2 separate regions of the Gossypium hirsutum genome follow, and region 2 is linked to region 1. The links are chromatin contacts, called in public Hi-C maps. All regions are on one chromosome and are shown on one strand. The core of a region is the stretch at or near the end of the contact, and the rest is flanking DNA. Distances in the headings are between cores, read along the strand shown.

The links. Hi-C and Micro-C count contacts between places; a contact is called where the count stands out from the background.
Region 2: a contact with region 1 is called in a Hi-C map of leaf, with 1.6 times the contacts expected there. The contact joins the promoter of LOC107918811 here to the promoter of LOC107918771 in region 1. A contact is called at or near these places in 2 of 34 Hi-C or Micro-C datasets (both in leaf).

Annotation. Positions count from the first base shown.
Region 1 is chrD13:9,316,843-9,319,940 of Gossypium_hirsutum_v2.1, forward strand. LOC107918771 (scarecrow-like protein 32) reads left to right here and starts at 1,760. Exons shown (of 1, transcript XM_016848354.2): 1 at 1,760-3,098. The coding sequence starts at 2,013.
Region 2 is chrD13:9,626,260-9,629,315 of Gossypium_hirsutum_v2.1, forward strand. It overlaps LOC107918811 (putative cyclin-D6-1), which reads right to left and starts at 1,348. Exons shown (of 5, transcript XM_016848398.2): 1 at 874-1,348; 2 at 723-803; 3 at 544-639; 4 at 138-470; 5 at 1-70. The coding sequence starts at 1,038.

The DNA of each region.
Region 1 (3,098 bases), core at 510-3,009:
GATTGCATTTAAAAAAACTCACATAAGACAACAAATTAAGGAGCATTATATAAGTTACTATCTACATGGATTTGCATATACATAATGTTTTATCAATTGGAATACTTTCTTGAATTGGGTTTTTATTGAAATTAAAGGATAAGAATTTTTAATTTTAATTATAATATTCAAAAGTTATTGAATTTCTCACTATTCCATTTACTAGTCCTGATTTCTTTGCATCATTTTTAAGCTATGTTTGTTCGTTGACAAAAAGTAGAGCTCTCAAAGTAGTAAAGTTTGCCAAAAAAAGAACCCTAGTAAATTGCTGACCATATTTTCACTTTAATTAGAAAAAGCAAAGGTTAGCCAGCTCCATTTCTTGATTCACTAAAACGTCATACATGAACCTGGATGTAGGGGAAACAAACAACATTAAATCAAAACTAAAGGTTCAAATTCACATCCATCCATCAACTCATTCTAAATTTGAATCATAAAACCTCGAATAAATTGAACCTCCTTGCAAATGTTTTAATTTTATTTTTTTAGTGTAGCCAAAGTATCCGTCATATCTATTTTACGGCCCGTTAAGATTAATATTTTCAGGGTTTAAGATTACTATACACAACACTTGGTGATATAATTTCACTTTTTAATCTTCTTAAGTATAAGCTTTTTAATTTAATCCTTTTTTAGTTGTGGTCAAAAGAGATATTTACATTTTTTTGCACCTCCAAAAACAATTAATTGTTCAATTAAATCATTTTACACTGTCTTTTTCATCTTTGGCCCCTCTTAATTTTTTTTAAAATTTTATCTCAACTCCAAAACATAATTCCTAACTTCATCCCTACTCGGAACAACCTACCTAAAATGACATGACCTGAAAAATTCGACCGACAAATTCAGATGATCTAAACTCAAAACGACCCATGAATTATCTAAATATTTTAAAATTCAAATTCACTCAAACCAAATTGGAAAAGCATAAGTAGGAACTGGATGATGAGTGACATTGTAGGGAAATAGTCATAAGTTAAGTTTGTCCCTGCGGGATGTGGGGAACTGGTCTAATTTGTCTTTACTTATGGCATCACGAGGCAGCACACTAGCAATCAAATTTTCATCACATTTACACATCCTGTTTTGTTGAACGATGGGAATGAAAGGTAGCCATCAATCGCTAAACTCTATGAAAAAAGTTTTAAAAAATAGAAGAAGAAAATTTAAATTCCAATTTAACTAAAAATAATAATTCTTGGGTTCGTCTTAATAATGGCATTTCAATGAGTACAAATTCGACAAAAAGAATGGCCGGCTAAGACAGCTTCCTTAACCTATTCTTTACCCTCTTTTATATATACAGCCAGTATGGTTAGTAGACAAGGGGAAGTGAAGACTGAAAGAGGCGAGGAATAATTAGCAATTGCACAAATTTGCTTATGAAAGCTTTGTCAACGCCAATATTCATTATTTTAATTCGATTTTTAAAAAAGTATCGCAACTTAATGTTGTAATTGTGGTATTATAAGATTTTAATAATAACGTTTTCCCATAAAAATATTAAATTCTGATTAAATTTAATATCGGATTTTATCCGACCCTAAATTAAAAATAAATCTCTTTTAATGTTATTTAAGAGATATAGAATTTCTTAGCATTCGAGTTAACATATATTTTGGTTGATGGAAGTTTTTGGTATTTTGGCTGCATGTATGTCTCATAAATAATCATTCAATATGGTCCTTCCCTAGCTATATATATAGGGTTTGCAAGTTCATCTTAACGCATTAAAAACACAAAGGGAATTTAGTGTAAATTTCCTTCTCCCAAGTTGAACACCCCATATCTGAAACCAGATAAAACCCTAGCTCTTCAATTTCCAACACCAGCCATACAAGTGTCAAACAAACGCAGATCGATTTCTTCCATGCATGTTGGTTCATGTTCCACAAAACCCTAATTAATTAACACCCTTTTTTAGCTTATTTAGTTCGTTACTTTTTTTTTTTCATAAAAAAATAAAACCCATGAAAACTGAGGTAAGAGGAAACGGTGGATCAGTTTCCCTTCAAAACCCTAGTCTTTTCAACACCCCACTGGATCCCATAACCGGAGCACTCAAAGGGTGCCTTGGTAGCCTCGATGGAGCATGCATAGAGAAGCTTCTACTTCACTGCGCCAGTGCCCTCGAGAACAACGACGTGACTTTGGCTCAGCAAGTCATGTGGGTGCTCAACAACGTCGCTTCCACCGTCGGCGACACCAACCAGAGGCTCACCGCTTGGTTCTTAAGAGCCCTCATCTCTAGAGCGTCTAGGGTTTGTCCCACGAGCATGAATTTCAACGGCGGGAGCATGTTCCAGAGGAGGCTAATGACTGTTACCGAGCTAGTCGGGTACGTTGATTTAATCCCTTGGCACCGTTTTGGGTTTTGTGCATCCAACGGTGCCATTTTTAAGGCGGTCGAAGGGTACGGCAAAGTTCACATATTGGATTTCAGCATCACTCATTGTATGCAGTGGCCGACCCTAATCGACGCCTTGGCTAAGAGGCCTGAAGGCCCACCGTCGCTCCGTATCACGGTGCCCTCTTGCAGGCCACAAGTTCCCCCTTTGCTCAACGTGTCGAAAGAGGAAGTGGGTCACCGTTTGGCCAATTTCGCTAAGTTTAGGGACGTGCCTTTTGAATTCCATGTCAAAGATGATGACCCTTGTTTGTCCAATGAAACGTTTGCTACTCAGTTTGAATCACTGTTGACTCAGTTGACTCGTTCCCAGCTAGACCTTAGGGATGATGAGGCTTTGGTGATAAACTGTCAAAATTGGCTACGGTATTTATCTGACGAAACAAAAGGGAATACCACCACCGTGCGAGATGCTTTCCTCGACGTGATTAAAGGCCTTAATCCTCGTATTATAGTTGTGGTCGACGAGGATTGTGATTTAAGCGCATCGAGCCTTAGTTCGAGGATCACAACATGCTTCAATTACCTTTGGATACCCTTTGATGCATTGGAGACTTTCTTGCCCAAAGATAGTCGCCAAAGGCTAGAATACGAATCCGATATCGGTCACAAGATTGAGAACATCGTGGGTTTCGAAGGGTTTCGAAGG
Region 2 (3,056 bases), core at 98-2,597, 310 kb after region 1:
CCATCATTGACCCTTCTTCTCTCTCCTTCCCTATCTTTTGCATCCATTTGTAGCATTTTAACAGGTTTTCCTGTACATATACCGAAACATTAAAATATAATACTTGGACTTTATTCTACTGCAATGTTCTCAAGTACCTTATGTACATATAAACAGCTGGAAATTGCTTTGTGATAGCAGGGGAATTGCAATGGGAACAGTTCATGGGAGGCAAAGAGAAATGCCGACGCTGCAATTATCGATGGCTTGAACTCTAAAAGCTTTGTTACAGTTTGAGCTTTGAAGATGATTTCAACAGCTCGGGCTTTGAGGGCTTGCCTTAATGCAGGGTCTTTGAGCTTCAAAAATGGAATGAAAAAGGAGATAAAAGAGAAAGGAGTAATTGAACGCATCCGCCATTTTAGTGCTCCCAATATTAAAAATTCCATCCTCTCTATTGTTCGTGCATCAAACATGAAACCTCCATCGCCCTACATTAATGCCATAGAAAACACATTAACCTAAAACCGGTCTTAGGTTGCTGGCCATGTTACAAATTTTTACCTGAAACTCGGCGAGAGAGAAATCTGTTCTGTTCATCTTGGCAGCCAAAGAGACGCAAGAGATAGCAATAAGTCGAAGAACCCATGTCTTATTTTGCTGCAGCGTCAAAGTTACAGCTCTGTGAACTGACTAAATGGTGTTTTAACTAATAGCAACGAACGAAGTTAAGAAGACATTACCGGTATGGGTTGGCTTGATAAGAACCGGTCGAGATAATTAACAGCAAGATACGATATAAAGGGGTGGAATTTGCAAGATAACTGAAACAAAAACCAAACTGAGATCACAAATGAAATAAACAAAGTAAGTGAGTGTTGGTCATTTACTTACCTGTGAGATTAAACAAATAGCTTCTTGTCTGAAACAAACATCAATATCTGTAGCTTTGAGTGTGGGCATATGATCGGATTCAAGCAAGAAGAGGGAAGGTATAGTATTAAAGTTGGTTAATGGGTTTTCAAGATTGAACTCCATTAGCTTAGTGGCGCACTGCATAGCTACTATCTATCTGTATCTGTACCTACATTTTACTAAGAGAAGTGGGACTTTATGCAATTGCAGAAGATAGAAATCTGGTACTATATAATTTAATGTAAAGGATGGATTATGACCTCATAATGTTATGCATTTCCCAAATTAATGAAAGGTGTAATTAATACCAGGTGGAGCTTCCAATCCATGCAGTATTTATTATGTACAAATTACAAAAAAAAAAAAAAGAACAGTGGCGAACTGGCCACCTCTGAATTGTGTTCCCCTTCTTGCACCAAACTGGTAACATTGCAGTGCCAGGTTATAAATCTTCAGGTAGACATATAATTAAATTGAACTTTTATATGAATATTACCAAAAAAACAAATTATATTCCAGATAAATTAAATTTCATTTTTTATATAAATATAGAAAATATCTATTTTATTTAATAAAAAATTTTGGCAGGCAGTAGGTACCCATAGTATAAGCTTTAATAGCAAATTAAAACTGAAGAATTTAGTTGAGATAAAAGTTCTGTATAATGATAAGTCACATTATATTTTTAAAGAAAAAATTCAAGTTAAGATAATATTATTAGTAAGAGTAACTACAAGACCTAAAACAGTTAATCTTTCCTTAATTTATTAAAATTTAAACTCAATCCAATAATTGAAAAAAATAAGCACTTTTGCTTTTCTTTTTCTTCCTCTCCTTTATATGCACATCAATATTATGGAACAATAATTATTCATTTACAAGTAATCAAATGTTAATAAGCTTATACACAAATTGAATGATTTGATTGTCGAAAAGGCTGAGAATTTTAAGGAGGGGGGATGAGAGGGAGAAATTGAAATGATAATAATGTGTATGGAGAAGCGACAATAAAGGGAAAAACACATGCACATGCACATGCAGTGGCATAATGAGTGCATGTTTCACGCCATACCACCAGGCAAATAACATCATCATACTATATGTTCTCAGCTTATATAAATTATAATAATACTGATCAGAATGTGACAATGCCCCATCAGCTGGTGGTCCATTTTTCAACATATTGTATTTGTGACAAAATCAAAAACCAATTTATAGTATTCAATCATGTTTCTTCGGAACAGGAGCCAGCCAAGGTATGATGAAGTCACTAATTTATGCTGATGTATCAATAAGTAATCAGATAGCAAGTTTTTTCTTTGTTTTGGATAATTAGACTAATTGGTTGATGGTAATCAGATAACTAGCTAGTTTCATATAAGAATGTATAACATATATACCCATAGAAATGAAATTAAGTCATCTTTCTAACTTGATTCCTTTTTATTTAAGAATTTGAGATTTTGATAATCCAAATTTAAGTCTTATCATACGTGAATAGTATGTATTGAGTTTATTCTAGTTTTAGTTCTAATTTATTATATGTGTATTATTTATTATTATACTTGTAAACTTCTTAAGGGGCATTTGGTTCGTCGAATCCTAGATTATGTTTGATAACAGGATTACGAGAATTTAATATTACGAGTGAAACGTAAGATTATATCTTATTTGGTTCATTTGACTGGGATATAAGATTTAGATGTTTTGTTAACAAAATGTGAGATTGTCTAGAAGCACATTTTACTCCATTGTCATTATTATAAAATTTGTTTTTTTAACAAGTTTAGTTCCTTTAATATTTTTTAGTCTTCGTTTCCATAAAATTATGATAATTTATTACAACTATAACTTTTTATTACAATTTATATATTAATAAGTAAATATATTGTGTTGAAATAAATTTATAAATCATAATTATAATAATTCATGAAAAGTGATTGTAACACCAACCATAATATATTATAGTTATAACCATAATTAATATATTAATAAATAAATTATTAAATAAAATATAATTATTATAATTTTAATGTATGATATCTACTGGTTCACTATTAAGAAAAAATATTTTTTTAATTAGTCTTAAACTTTATTTATGAAAAAAATCTAAATTGATTAGAATAATAAAACAAAGGGCAAATTGATCCAAAATTTAAGAT